Regions from separate parts of the Gossypium hirsutum genome. Here all the other regions are linked to region 3. Evidence: chromatin contacts called from public Hi-C data. All regions are on one chromosome and are shown on one strand. Each heading gives the region's core, a stretch centred on a gene start, on an enhancer-like site or on the middle of the called end of the contact. The rest is flanking DNA. Distances are from core to core; before and after follow the strand shown. Region 1 holds the start of LOC121204967 (GDSL esterase/lipase At1g54790). Region 2 holds the start of LOC107949203 (DUF21 domain-containing protein At4g14240). Region 3 has its middle 24 kb from the start of LOC107949048.

Region 1 (4,041 bases), core at 1,397-3,896, 260 kb after region 3:
ATCCTTTGCCTAGGCAACCTATGTGCTTAAACTGCATTTTTCTCCTATTTGTTTGGCTTTAATTGTTATTTTAAAGACTCTTTAATGGCAGTGGCACACTTATCCCCCATTCAGCATAACCAGGTTTCAAGCACCTTTCCAGTTGATGAAGGGATGTTTTCAGCAACAACTTTGGGATCAACTAATTTTTGTTAGACTTGTCAATTGTACGATGAATTTGGATTGGTTTAATTCGAGGTTTAAAAGTTTTTAGATTATTTTGGTTTAGTGTTAATTTTGGGTTAAAAGTAGTTTCAAATTAAGATTAAATTTAGAATGGAGTAGTTTTGGGGTTTGGGTAAATTTGGGTTTAAGTTGAATGGGTTGATGTTGTTGACTTTTAATGATCAAATCTAGTTGATCAGTGTAAGTTTATATTGATCAAGTCAGATGTTTGGGTTTGGATTAAAATTGATAGGTCTAATTTCTATTTTAATTCAATATTGATCAAACTATAATTGACAAGTCTTTTTGGATCAAATCATTACATATTCGAATAATTTTAGGTTTCGGTCACTTTAGTTTGAAGTCATGTTTAGGTTAATTGTTCGAATCATTTCGATTTTGGGTCATTTGATTTTGAGTTAGTTTCAGATTAATTTAATTTAGATTCAAGTCCATTTAGGCTCCAAATGAAAGGTTTGAATTGTTGGTTACCTTTTGAGGAATAAATATTAAAATTATACATAAATGTTGATATAATGTATAACCTTATACCTGAATTTTGATTTTATATTGAAATTTTGATTAAATTAATGTATGTATTTATTTCTTTAAATACTTATAATTAAATCAAAAATTAAAATTTTATGTATAAAATTGATATTTATCCCTTGATAAAATCGAATTTTTTGGTTTAGATCAAAATTGATGGGTCCAATTTTCATTATATACATATTCAGTACCGATGAAACTATAACACTTTCCAAGAACCCTTTTGGTTTTCTGCAGAACAAATTGTCTTTCTTTAAACATATTTTGCCCATTATTTCATCTATATTCTTCCCATTGTCATATGAAAACTGTGATCATAATCAATAAAAAAGTACAAATCGAATACAAACAGCATTTGATTTGGTCAGGTAAGCAATGGTGAATTCCTCAAATGAGGTGAATCAGAGTAGTTTCCGGTTAGTATTTCATCTGCAACAAATCTATTTGCAGCTTCAGTGTAATGAGTCCCATCCCAGTTTATATACTCAGCTGTATTATTACATGGATTTGCTGTCACAATGCCCCCATTCAGATCCTTGGTAACACCACAAGCAATCCTAGTGTCGAAATTCAATGGCGGCCCACCGTAACCACAACATACTGCTAATGGTTGCTGGAATCCTGAAAGCAAATCCGAGTCGATTGGAGTAAAACATTGAAAGAAAAAAAAAATGATTAATGGCTTGCTTACCGTATAGAGAATAGTTTGAGATGAGGTTCAGCTTTATCGAGTAAATGTCGACATAAGTGATGTTAGCTTCAGGCGATTGTGCTAAGAACTGTAGGCACATATCGTGGAGTTTCTTGTTGAAAACGGTAGCTGCTCGGTTGTGTGAAGCAACGCAGCCGTATTCGTCCAAGTTTGACGGTTTTCTCCCGAACGTAGCGATGATTCTCGGCAAGCATCCGAGGGGACCTGTGTTATGAACCCAGAAATTCCTTGCACCTGCATCATATAATCTCTGAAAAAGGAAAAATACAAAGCATCATAGTTATTCATCTGAACTATAACTCGTATAATACTTTCAGTGTTGGTTTAAGACAGGGCTAGAGAGAACAGAACCTTCATTCCATAGTTGAGTTCTGTTATAAGCTTTGAAATGAAAGCAACAACTTGTTCATCCGATGCCGAAAAATAGAATACGCCGTCGAGATCGTTCTGGCCGATATCAAACATGTAAAGGGCCTTGTTGAAATCATCTTCCGCGGGGAGATAACTCTGAAGCTGCTTGTCTGGAAAAAAAAACAAGAACCATTTTCAACTTGTCCCAAAAAAACATAGAAGCTTGTCCACTGATATGAACAGAGATACCTTTAGAAAGCAATGTAAGAGCTCGATTCTTGAACCTGAAGAATTGAGATAACTGAAGATTAAAGGAAAAAGGGTTTGTTGAAGCCGCATTTGCAGGAAGAATGGTAGATCCTCCTGTAGCAAAATTGCACCCTGTTTGAAAATTAGGAGAGCCAACAGATTCCAAATATGGGTTCATGTAAGGAAACTCCATTGCCTCCACTGCCAAAAAAATAAAAAATAAAATCAGAAACTTAATGTGGATCATATGAATGCAATGGAAGGAAATGGAGGTACTTAGAAAATCAATGATCAAGCGACCATCACAGAATCTGCCAGAGGGTTCATGGAAGTAAGTTTCCCCATTAAATTGTGTCATGGGAAAAGCTTTTCCGGCAACTAATCCACCCGTGTCGGAATTCGAGTCACCGAAGTTGAACACTGCCGGATAATTCAAACTCAAGGGGCTAACAGTAGGCCAAAAGGAACAAAGGAAAGCTAGTTTTAAAAGGGAATGAAGAATATACAGAAGAGCCATGGAAATGGGGGGAGCTGTGACAAAATCTTTGGCAAAAGCAAACAATTGTCTTGATTTCCTTATACTGGCAGGACACGTGATGATAAAATGGTTGGTAGGATGTAGATTTCTTGTAGTTGAATTAAAGTGAAAATTAAATGAAGGGTCAATTTTTTTTATCCTCAAGTTTCAACTCCGACAACAGTTGTTTATTAAAACACTTCATGGCTAATATACTATGAGGAGGATGTCTTATATGCCGGAAGTTAATCCGTGAACAAAGGATTTGGACATATATTATCTCTGTGAAACAAAACAAAACACCTTTCCTGCTTCTCTCTTCCTTCCATGTTTTTATTATCATATTTAGTCCATTGAAGGCTTCGAGGTCAGTTCAGTTTTAATCCTCCTCATAATAATATTTCATAATTAGAATTTGATTTTTTTCGAATTTTAAGTGAATCAAATCAAATCAACTCGAATAAGTAAAGTCGAATTAAATTTCACAACTCGATAATTCAAATAACTTAAATAACAAATTAATAAAAATACCCTCAGAGTCCATGACAATTTTAAAAATATGCAAATTGATCCCTCTAAAAAAATGCTAAAAATTCAAAATAATATTAAAAAATCCAAAAATGTTTGCAAAATATTTCTTTCCAAAATTTTTATAAATAAGTATTACTAAAAATCTTTTAAAATATAAAAAATACTAAATTATATATATATTTAAAATATGAAAACAACAAATTTCAGGCATTAAACAAGTAAATTATCAAATCAAGTTTATTATATTAATTATCTTGTTTTTTTCTCTTATTTTTGTTTTAAAAGAATTTTGAAATACACATTATATTTATGTTCTTTAACTTGGAATTTAGTCATATGGTCAACAAAATTTTAATATGGTCGGTTTAATTTTTTTAATTTAACTCAAACAATTTTATTTGATTCAAATCTTATTTTACTAGATTCAATTTAAAAAAATTTCAAATCAAATTAGGATGATAAAATAGGATTTATAAATTCAAAATTTTTTTACTCAACTCGACTTGATTCAATTAGATGCTTACCCCTATGAACTTGGTCCAAATGTTTGGAGAAGAATTTGGTAAAATGCTTAAGAGGGTCATTATATATGGTTATATTAATTTTATTTAGTAATTTTTTAAAAAAAAAATCCTTGTTTTTATCAAACTTTTCATGCAAGAAGTACATTTCAGCCTTAAAGTTGGCTCTTACAGGATTTACTCACAAAGGAACAGAGAGATTTAAGTTAGGGAGAAATGATGGGAGAAGGGGAGATTAACCCAAAGAAAGTACAACAGCTAAATTGTAAGCTAAGTCTAGAACTTTACTTGTTTAATTAAAGGAAACGAGCTACAATGACAAAATTGTTTCTTTTATACAATATAAGAAAGGTGTTTTTTTTCTTGACCAGCTAGCAATATATTTAGATGAGGATTTGACCTGAGTT
Region 2 (4,321 bases), core at 1,142-3,641, 430 kb after region 3:
ACTAATAGACAACAAAAAGGCCAAGCACTTCAAAAAGGGGGAGAGAGAGAGAGAGAGAGAGAGAGAGGAAGCAGCTTTACATCCCTTAGAAGATTATCACAACCTAGCAGATTAAAACCTAAGCATTCTGGAAACTGTATCTTCAATTCAAATAAAAAATTTAAGAACCAGAGCCATAGTTCTGGGATGTTTCCAAAACATTAAAGGCAGCAGTCCACTGTCCAAATATAAGATCATGAGGTGTATGCTTCGAATCTATATAATACTGAAACAACATATCTTACCATTTGACTATTAGAACTAATTAAGTTTAATGAGAGCGTTTGTATGTTTAAAAAACTGCTTTTGTGTAGATATGGTCCAGATTTGAGTGCAATTTTTCATTGTGTATTGTCAAATACAAATATTCATCTTCCAGAAAAAGAAACATCTTAATACTGGAAGTATCTGTCATAGATGTAAAGAGACAGGTGATTTTTACTCATGAAATACTATTCCAATAATAGCATTTACCTTTTCAGTTAAATCCAGTGCACCACTAATGATGGTTGTCTCATCATGTGTTAGTTCACCACCTTTGCCAGCCTATTAAGGACAGAAAAGACAAGCCGCCAAATACTTAACTTGGTTAAGCAATATTATCTTGTCTGGTTTAAGCAGTTACCTCTTGGCTGTGGATGGAGACTAGGGCTTTTAACTGAGCCCGTCTAAACAAAGCATCACTATGGCCAAGCACAGCATCCAGAACCTGAAGCCATACCAATGAATGTAGGAGTACAATTAGAAAAGCGCATTTCAGAAGTTTGTGGTATAAAACCTCTAACAGAAGTTAATATCCAAGAAAACCACAGCTCTCAAGAAATATCATATATCTAAGGTTATTACAATTTCCAAATTGTACGATTGTCTGAATGGAATCAAAAAGTATCAAGACTTGGTCATCATATACCCAAGGTGCCAAGGCACACTGAGCATTACTCAATACATCAGAAGTTGTTTCTTTGCTCAATGCAAAACCTCCTAAAAGACCCACTAATACTTTGACTCTTATTGAACTACATGCCTTTGAATAACCAAAAACAAAAGCTTGCTATGTGATATACGTAGTAGAAACTACAAACACAAAAGGAAACTACCCGTTTGTCTAAATAGTGCTAGTGTATTCACAATTTTTAACCCAGGAATTTCAACAGGACACTACCTTTCCAATAGGGTAAGCGATGGGATAACAAATTATCATCAGAATACGCACGAGCCACACAAAATTTGCACCAACAGAGAGTCCATATCTTGAACATATTGCTTGTGGAATAATCTGATCCAAAAAAGGGATTACATTTTGAAAGGCTTAAATAGCTGAGATTGAAACAACAAAAAACACAATATATAAGACCTCTCCAAAAGCCAGAACAAAAGTAACAGACAGCAACACTGCAACAAAGGGGTGAAAAATTTTATCAAGCGTTATAGGAAGGGCCTGCGAAAACACAAATCAAGAGTATAAGGAAAATTCGAGGAAATGCAATAGCTTCTTAAATACAAATATATATATGGTCATTAAAACCGTTAATAATTTTAACAACATGATGTAAATGTTCACCTCCATGGCACAAGCGTTACAGAGAAGCAGAGTTACAAGAAGCTGATGCTGCTTTTTAAGAACTGGTAAGATAACAGCTGCAGACATATAATTATGTAAATAAATGATAATCATAGGGGACAAAAGAAGGGGGAAAAAAAACAGGGTTTTTTTCTCTAGTGTATGATATCAGAATTCTATAAATTGAAACAGTAAACTCAGCATATATAATTACTTGGAACTGTTACTAATTGTACTGTTACCATTGACTAGTAAAAGAAAAGGGGAAAATGGAAATGGGGATTTAGTAATTTACCAGCTTGCTTCTTCTCGGTGATAGTGCCGCTTCTCTGAAGAATTTCGAGGTCAACGAGGCCCAGAGACATCAAGCCCAAGGTAAGGCCGGACATTATGCCGGCGAAGAGCACAAGCAAGCAGGAAACTCCCGCAAAGACGAACCACTCAAAGGAGCCGAAAGGGATATCATCAGGTTCGAAGACGATGTGGTTGGATGACGACGCCATGATTGTACGAGATCCGGCTATGGCGTTCCCCAACAACATTTCCTAATCAGTCTAGTGGGAGGTTGTTGGGGGGTTTTGTCGGTATGGTGCGGTGCAACGCGTGCGGAGGAGAAAAGGACAACGCTTGTGATTTGTGAATAGAAGCCGAAGAAGTGAACAGCAGTCAAATCATATAGTTGAGCTTGGGCTCTCTACGATGGAGAATCTCCAGTCTCCATCTCCATTTTCTTTCACCCACTATTTAACTGCGTGAACCAAATGAAATGTAGACATGCCGCCTACGTTACATGTTGATTTTCCACCATAAATTCATGCTGTTTTGTTTGCAAAAGCCCATGTCAGCTTAATGGTGGGTCATACTCCAATCCAATATTATCTTATGGGTTGGCCCAAATGCTGCTATGGGAACAACATTCTCTTCTGCTTATTCTACCAGGACTAGTTGTACAAGGTACAATAATGAAGAAAAGAGTTTTTGCAGGCAGAATTAATAAAATTGCTGAGTGAAATGAATGATTCTACCAACCTCACATGCTATTTTTTCTTTTTCTTAAAGAAGAATCACACCAGTAAACCAGAAACAAATAAATATCCTTCCATAGCAGTTGCCATGGGAGAGTTGGCTTGGTTCCCATAGTAAGGCTTTGGTGAGCAATGTAGTCGGATCTCCTTGGCGAAGAATGTGCACCACTGTCGCTTGAAGCTCACATGCGAATGAGATAAACAACAAACTTTACCGTTCTCTCTTGAAGCTTGAGAGCCTCACTTCTTGAGTACAAATCTGTAAGTAGAAGTCGGTGCGGGGCTACAGTGCAGGCAAAAGCTTTGATCTTAAGATATAAAATTATTCATTTAAGTGTATTTGAGCGAGGATTTTCAAAATTTTAAAAATAAATATAATTGTTAACGGTGAATATATGAGAGAATTTTGAATAATTTCAATAAAGAATTTCATTAGCTAAATTCCCTTTTTTTAATTCTATTTTTTTTAAATCATTTGGAATCTCAAAAACGAATTTCATTAGCTAAATTCCCATTATTAAATAAAAGCTTCAACTTCAAAATTCATTTTTATTTAATTTTGATATATATTTTAAATTTATTTTATTAAAACCATTTATAATATTTTTTTTACAAAAATAATGATAGGGATGTTGAATATTTTTATATTATTTATTTTTAATATAATTATTCTTCTTTTATAATTTATAAAATTTTAATAACTTAATTTTTCTTAAACCAATTACTTATCTAAACAAAGCAATTACAAATGAATTGATCAATTGTTAACATTTGGAAAATATCAACAACATTAAAATTCATCCAAACATATTCTTAGTTTTTTTTTTCTAAAGTTATAAAAATTTAAATTAAACTAATGATAAAATTACAATTTCACTCCTAAATTTTAAAATTCATTTTTGATCCTTCCAAAAAGGAAAAGTTTTGGCGTCCCCTGTTTGATGTCGCAATGCCTACATACTGTTTTCAAGGTCGCACTATAGGAGTCGTGACTCTAGCCGAAAACAATTTGTAAATTTTACTTTTTAGTCCTCCAATGGTCATGAATTATCAAAAAAGCTTTCTTAAGCTCATATAAGCCCTAGATCAAATTATATATATTATAATATGATGATGTAATGAACATGTTAGTGAATATAAAGTATTGAATTGATAGATATTGTGATTGCATTTGCTTTGACAATAAATGTGACATCTTATAACTTAAACTCAATGATCGAATCGAGTATTATGTGTTACATTTAGTAATTTGATCCCTTGTGAATATTTAGTACATATATAATTTGATCCATCCCTAAACAATGTAATACTAATTCTTATCTATTACATTCCAACCAACCAATCAAACTAAAAAACCACTTTTATTTTAAGAAACATAATACTTATTACATCTGTATCTTATTCCCACCAAATACATTCTTTATTCATGCTCTATTTCATTTACTGAATTAAACCTAAATTTCCTATATACATATTTTAGTACATATATATTTCTTACATTATTCAAATGAAAGACTGGGAAAAAGTGAATTTTGCCCCGACCCCACTTCGGAATTTTGTTTAAAATAAGTTAACTATTTGAGTTTTTTTTAAAATAAAAAAAGACCGTCTAATCTCCTTTAATCACATAAAAAATTACAAAATCATGAATGAATAAACACAAATTTAAATATTTCGATGATCTCATTTCATTGTT
Region 3 (4,318 bases), core at 540-3,039:
CTATTAAATGCTTTCTAATGTATTCCATCATGTTTCTATTAAAATTGAAAAATAGTAAAAATTTCTAAAAATTTTAGTTAAACCCCTCAAAAAATCTCAACGCCGTCATCCTCCACCGACGTTGGATGAGCAATATGACAAAAATAAACAAAAGAACATGAAGAAAAGGGAAATAAATTAAAATTGGCAGATAGGAATTTCCATAAAAAAAAATATGGGCGTGGGACAATGGACCTTTTAACAAATAAAAGAAAGGCTCACCCCTTTAATGGAAGGAAACAAAAAGGCAAGTGCTTGGCTTTGATAAAGATAGTTGTCTAATGCCTACAATGCATATGTAATATTGTCAATGTGAGTTAACAGTACATTATAAAGTTTCCCCTGAGTTTGTACCGTCCATGAAAATAGCACGTCAATTGGACTTCAACTGTCTGCCTATGTATGAAACCTCAATTCTATCACATCACATTACCCACTTTTGCTTCGGTCTCTTTGGATTCAAAATTAAATTAGCTTCTATTTCACACACCCATACATGTACACATTTTTGAAGATGAGTTTATTTTATTATACAAAATTAAATAATTTTATATTTTTAGATTAACTACGTTTAGTAAAGAGTGAGAGAGTCTGCTGAAATAAAAATTTTACCAAAGTTTTCAATATATATAATTCTTTATTTACGGTGTTTGTGATTTATTTGAAGTTTTTAAAGCGAAAAGATTCTAACATTTTCAAATATTTATAATATTTTAATAACTGTAAATGAATATGTGTAATTAATCAAAAGATAATCATTGGTCAAAAGTTATATTATTTGATTTTCGAAAAATAATTATAACTGTTCAAGCAATATTGCTTGAATAGTTATAAAATTAAATGAATAATTATTATTTTTATTTAATCAATAAAGACACTTATTCAAAGATGTCTTTACGAAGAGACATGAAAATTCCAATAAATAGGAATGAAATTTCATTTGGAGATCACACCTACAAGTTCCAAAAGTTCTTCCTATCCTTACTCATTTATAATATTATTAGATTGTTCTATAAAGAGTTACTTTATAAATTCTTTGTAGAAATTAAGTTCCTTGTTATACATTGCTTAGTCCTTAGTGGAGTATTCTCGTCAGTACAAAACGCATATAGTCATTGGCTTCATTGTATTCTCGAGGTTAATTTGCTTGAAATTCATTTGCACACTGAAGATAGGTGGGAGCAAATATAACCTTAAAGATAGTGGCTTGCTACATGCTTTGGAGCTTTATCCTATTTCTTCTTTTTCTGTTTAAGTTTCGTTTGGATGTTCGAGATTTTTTTCACCGAAGTTTTTGTACTAACATATTTTATATCAATCAAGTGCTATGGTTAGAGGTTAAATGTTTATCATTTTATTGCTTCCCTATATGATTTATGATCTTGGGACTATTGTTGAAAAAGTTGGCGTTAGATTTTCGACTTTTATATATTTATGCTGTTTTCGAATTCATGATTATTTATTTATTCAGATAATCATTTTAACAAAATTATAATTTGATATAATTTTAATAATTTCATAAAACTAATTTAAACTTCTTTTTCTATTTTCTTTTTATTGGTGGAGTTGGGTTTGAATTTAAATATATTGCTTTTAATTATAGGACGTTGGCATTGAAACTCGAAAACTCTAACATCATGATTCAGAGGCTTCTCAAATGGTTGGTAGTTGAATACTGGGGTGAGGCTGTGGTTTAAAAGAAGGGTTGAGGCCTGAATGACGCAGTCCAGGCCTACATAGAGTTAGAAATTTGGACAATATAATAAATGGCTGCCACCCAAATCCAAGAATGTTGTTCTGTATATACCCTTAGGCCCATTCTGTTACTCTTCATCTTGCATTCAACATTGTATTAGACATCTGTGTCTTAATGCATTTCTTTTATATAATTTTAGTATCATTTTTATTTTCTAATGTATATTTTCAATCATGTGGCTGCTTTATTAAAAAAATATTTTTTTTCTTAAAAGCATCTAAAATTATTAAAGGTAACTTTTGCGAAACTTGAATGTTTTTCAAATAAACTATTTAAAAATGTAATATCCATGCTAAAAATGCATAATATGAGGAGCTTCTATACAAATTTATCTTCATTTGATCCCCTATGTTTTCCATAAGAGTAAAAGATCATAAACAAAGGTAAAAGAGGAAAGCATGCGTATAATTATTAAACCAATGATAAGTAGAATAGAAAAGTTGATGGGGATGTATATATTGAGTGAGAAACATACATACAACAATAACAATGAGATAGAATCATAGAAAGAGACCATTGTTACACACATGAATCAACTGAATTAAGGCACACACAAAACAATATAATCAATGTTTATTTATCTTACCTTTTTAGTTTGGTACATATATAGGATAGAATCTCCACCTTGTTCATGTCAAATTTGAATCACTTGAAGAAAGACTCACTTCTATCCTTGCTGCTCAAGGTGCTCTTGATCTTCCTTTTAGTCTGCTTTATGTAATCCGAGAATTGATGATCCTTTCGACCACTACCATGTCCATGTCCATGTCCACCCACTTTCTGGGAAATCTCACCGTTGTCCGGCTCCGGTGACGTGATCTTCCGCCTTGTTTCATGGATAAATTTAGCAAATATATCATCGTGGTTTTGGACTTGGCTTTTCCCATTACCCTTTGCTACACTAGGCTTCAACTTACTTCCTCCCAGTTGATGAGCATTACCAGCTGAAACAACTGGTTTTGGTTTCTCGGTTGGTGGGGCGGTGGTATAGTCGAACTTGATGGGAACTTCCGATCCTTGTTTACTCGAAGGTTTGGGTGGCTGTGGTGAATTTCGAGCTGTTGAAGATGGTGTTTGTTGGCGGTTGGAGATGCGACGAATTGTAGTGAAAGCAGGACCCAAAGTGATTGACCTAAAGATCTTCTCAAACACAACTTTGGGGCAACTGCTTTGATTCTTTTCCATTGATATGATAAGAAATGGACAATTCTTTTTACTAGGGTTTTTTTGGTGATGGAATGGCAAGAGATGCTTGTTTAAGATAGCTGAGCAAACACACCAGTTTTATACTTAGCCGAAAGCTTAATAAATCCACTTAGGAAAGTGGGAAAGAATTATCATATTACTTTAAAACCAGGTAGCGTATAATATTATATCAATTACCGTGTATCATGTGCAAAACAAAGCTAGGCTTAATGTGCTAAAATTGAAAAATTTAGACGGCAAGTTTAGGTTATGATTCTTAATTAATAATGCCTCATGTTAAAAAGGGATCACTTTTGTCATATTTTTCAAACTGATGCCATAGATCAAGATTCCAGGATCAAATTCCCTTCTTTTTCCCTATCCCCATAAACCAGAATCTAAACCAAAAAAGCACAGCTTACAAAGTGCAAATCATTTCTCTCTCTCTCTCTTTTTTTTTTTTGACAAACCAATACATTCATAGCTGTTCTTCATGATGAAAGGGAGAAAAAAGGAAGCAAAAGTTTGATGACTTTGGTGGTGATGAGAAATATAAAGGGTATCAGATTCAGTATCTGGGTTTTGAAAATTATGAACTTGTGAAAAAAAAAGCAGTAAAAAAATTTTGTCCTTTGAAAAAGGTGAATATGCCAAGTTGATGAATGGACATGGAAACTTCCTTAAATGTTGAGTTTTATTATTGTTAAGTGTCAATGTTACTATTGGATTCCAGACCAGACAGCCTTTGGTTTTGTTTATAATCTTAATTTCTTCAATAATATTCGTTTCACAAATAAGGCATGTGATAGAAGCTGCATGTGTATTGGTGTTTGGTTAAAGACCACCTCTTTCAACTCTCTATATATAATAAAATCAGAGTTTTGTTTCTTGATATCCCACTTTTAAATTTTAATCAATGATGTTTTTCTCCCCCAATCGTACAATTGATGCTTATAAAATATCATTCCATGAGATTCTATGCCATTAATAAATTTGAATTTTCAATCATTTTTCTTTAAATTAATTCAACCGAACTGATTCAATTGAAAATCAAAATCTGTCGACAATCTAAAAGTTGAGAAAATGGATTGAACCAAAATGAAAAAAACAGAAGAAAACAAAACTTCGCATATACCTTCTCGATGTCCTTTTTTGTGGCAAGTTGGGTTGAGGAGTGACGTGAAAAAACACTAAGAAAAAAAAAAAACCATTTAAGTCGGTGTTTGAATAAGAAAGTGAAAATAAGGTAGAAGATGATAATGGTAGAATACAAGTACGGATGAAGAAGTCATACACGAGGTTAAGTCGAGCTTTAGTATTTATAAGTGAACTTCGGGT

Evidence for each region. A called contact is a pair of places that touch in the nucleus more often than the background predicts.
Region 1: a Hi-C map of leaf shows a contact between it and region 3, with 6 times the contacts expected there. The contact joins the promoter of LOC121204967 here to the enhancer-like site in region 3. A contact is called at or near these places in 6 of 34 Hi-C or Micro-C datasets (hypocotyl, leaf and petal).
Region 2: a Hi-C map of leaf shows a contact between it and region 3, with 2.8 times the contacts expected there. The contact joins the promoter of LOC107949203 here to the enhancer-like site in region 3. A contact is called at or near these places in 4 of 34 Hi-C or Micro-C datasets (all in leaf).

Annotation. Positions count from the first base shown.
Region 1 is chrA08:13,285,903-13,289,943 of Gossypium_hirsutum_v2.1, reverse strand. LOC121204967 (GDSL esterase/lipase At1g54790) reads right to left here and starts at 2,646. Exons shown (of 5, transcript XM_041075878.1): 1 at 2,342-2,646; 2 at 2,066-2,266; 3 at 1,817-1,986; 4 at 1,445-1,715; 5 at 1,048-1,374. The coding sequence starts at 2,582. The coding sequence ends at 1,118.
Region 2 is chrA08:13,115,743-13,120,063 of Gossypium_hirsutum_v2.1, reverse strand. LOC107949203 (DUF21 domain-containing protein At4g14240) reads right to left here and starts at 2,391. Exons shown (of 13, transcript XM_016883941.2): 1 at 1,896-2,391; 2 at 1,601-1,677; 3 at 1,394-1,477; 4 at 1,202-1,315; 5 at 665-748; 6 at 514-585. The coding sequence starts at 2,142.
Region 3 is chrA08:13,546,237-13,550,554 of Gossypium_hirsutum_v2.1, reverse strand. No RefSeq gene overlaps it. Among protein-coding and RNA genes, the nearest start is that of LOC107949048, 24 kb to the left of the region's middle. Within about 2 kb of position 1,789, at least 2 of the 9 cell types and tissues checked have an H3K27ac peak or open chromatin away from gene starts, as enhancers often do. A contact at or near this core is called in leaf, where this site is marked.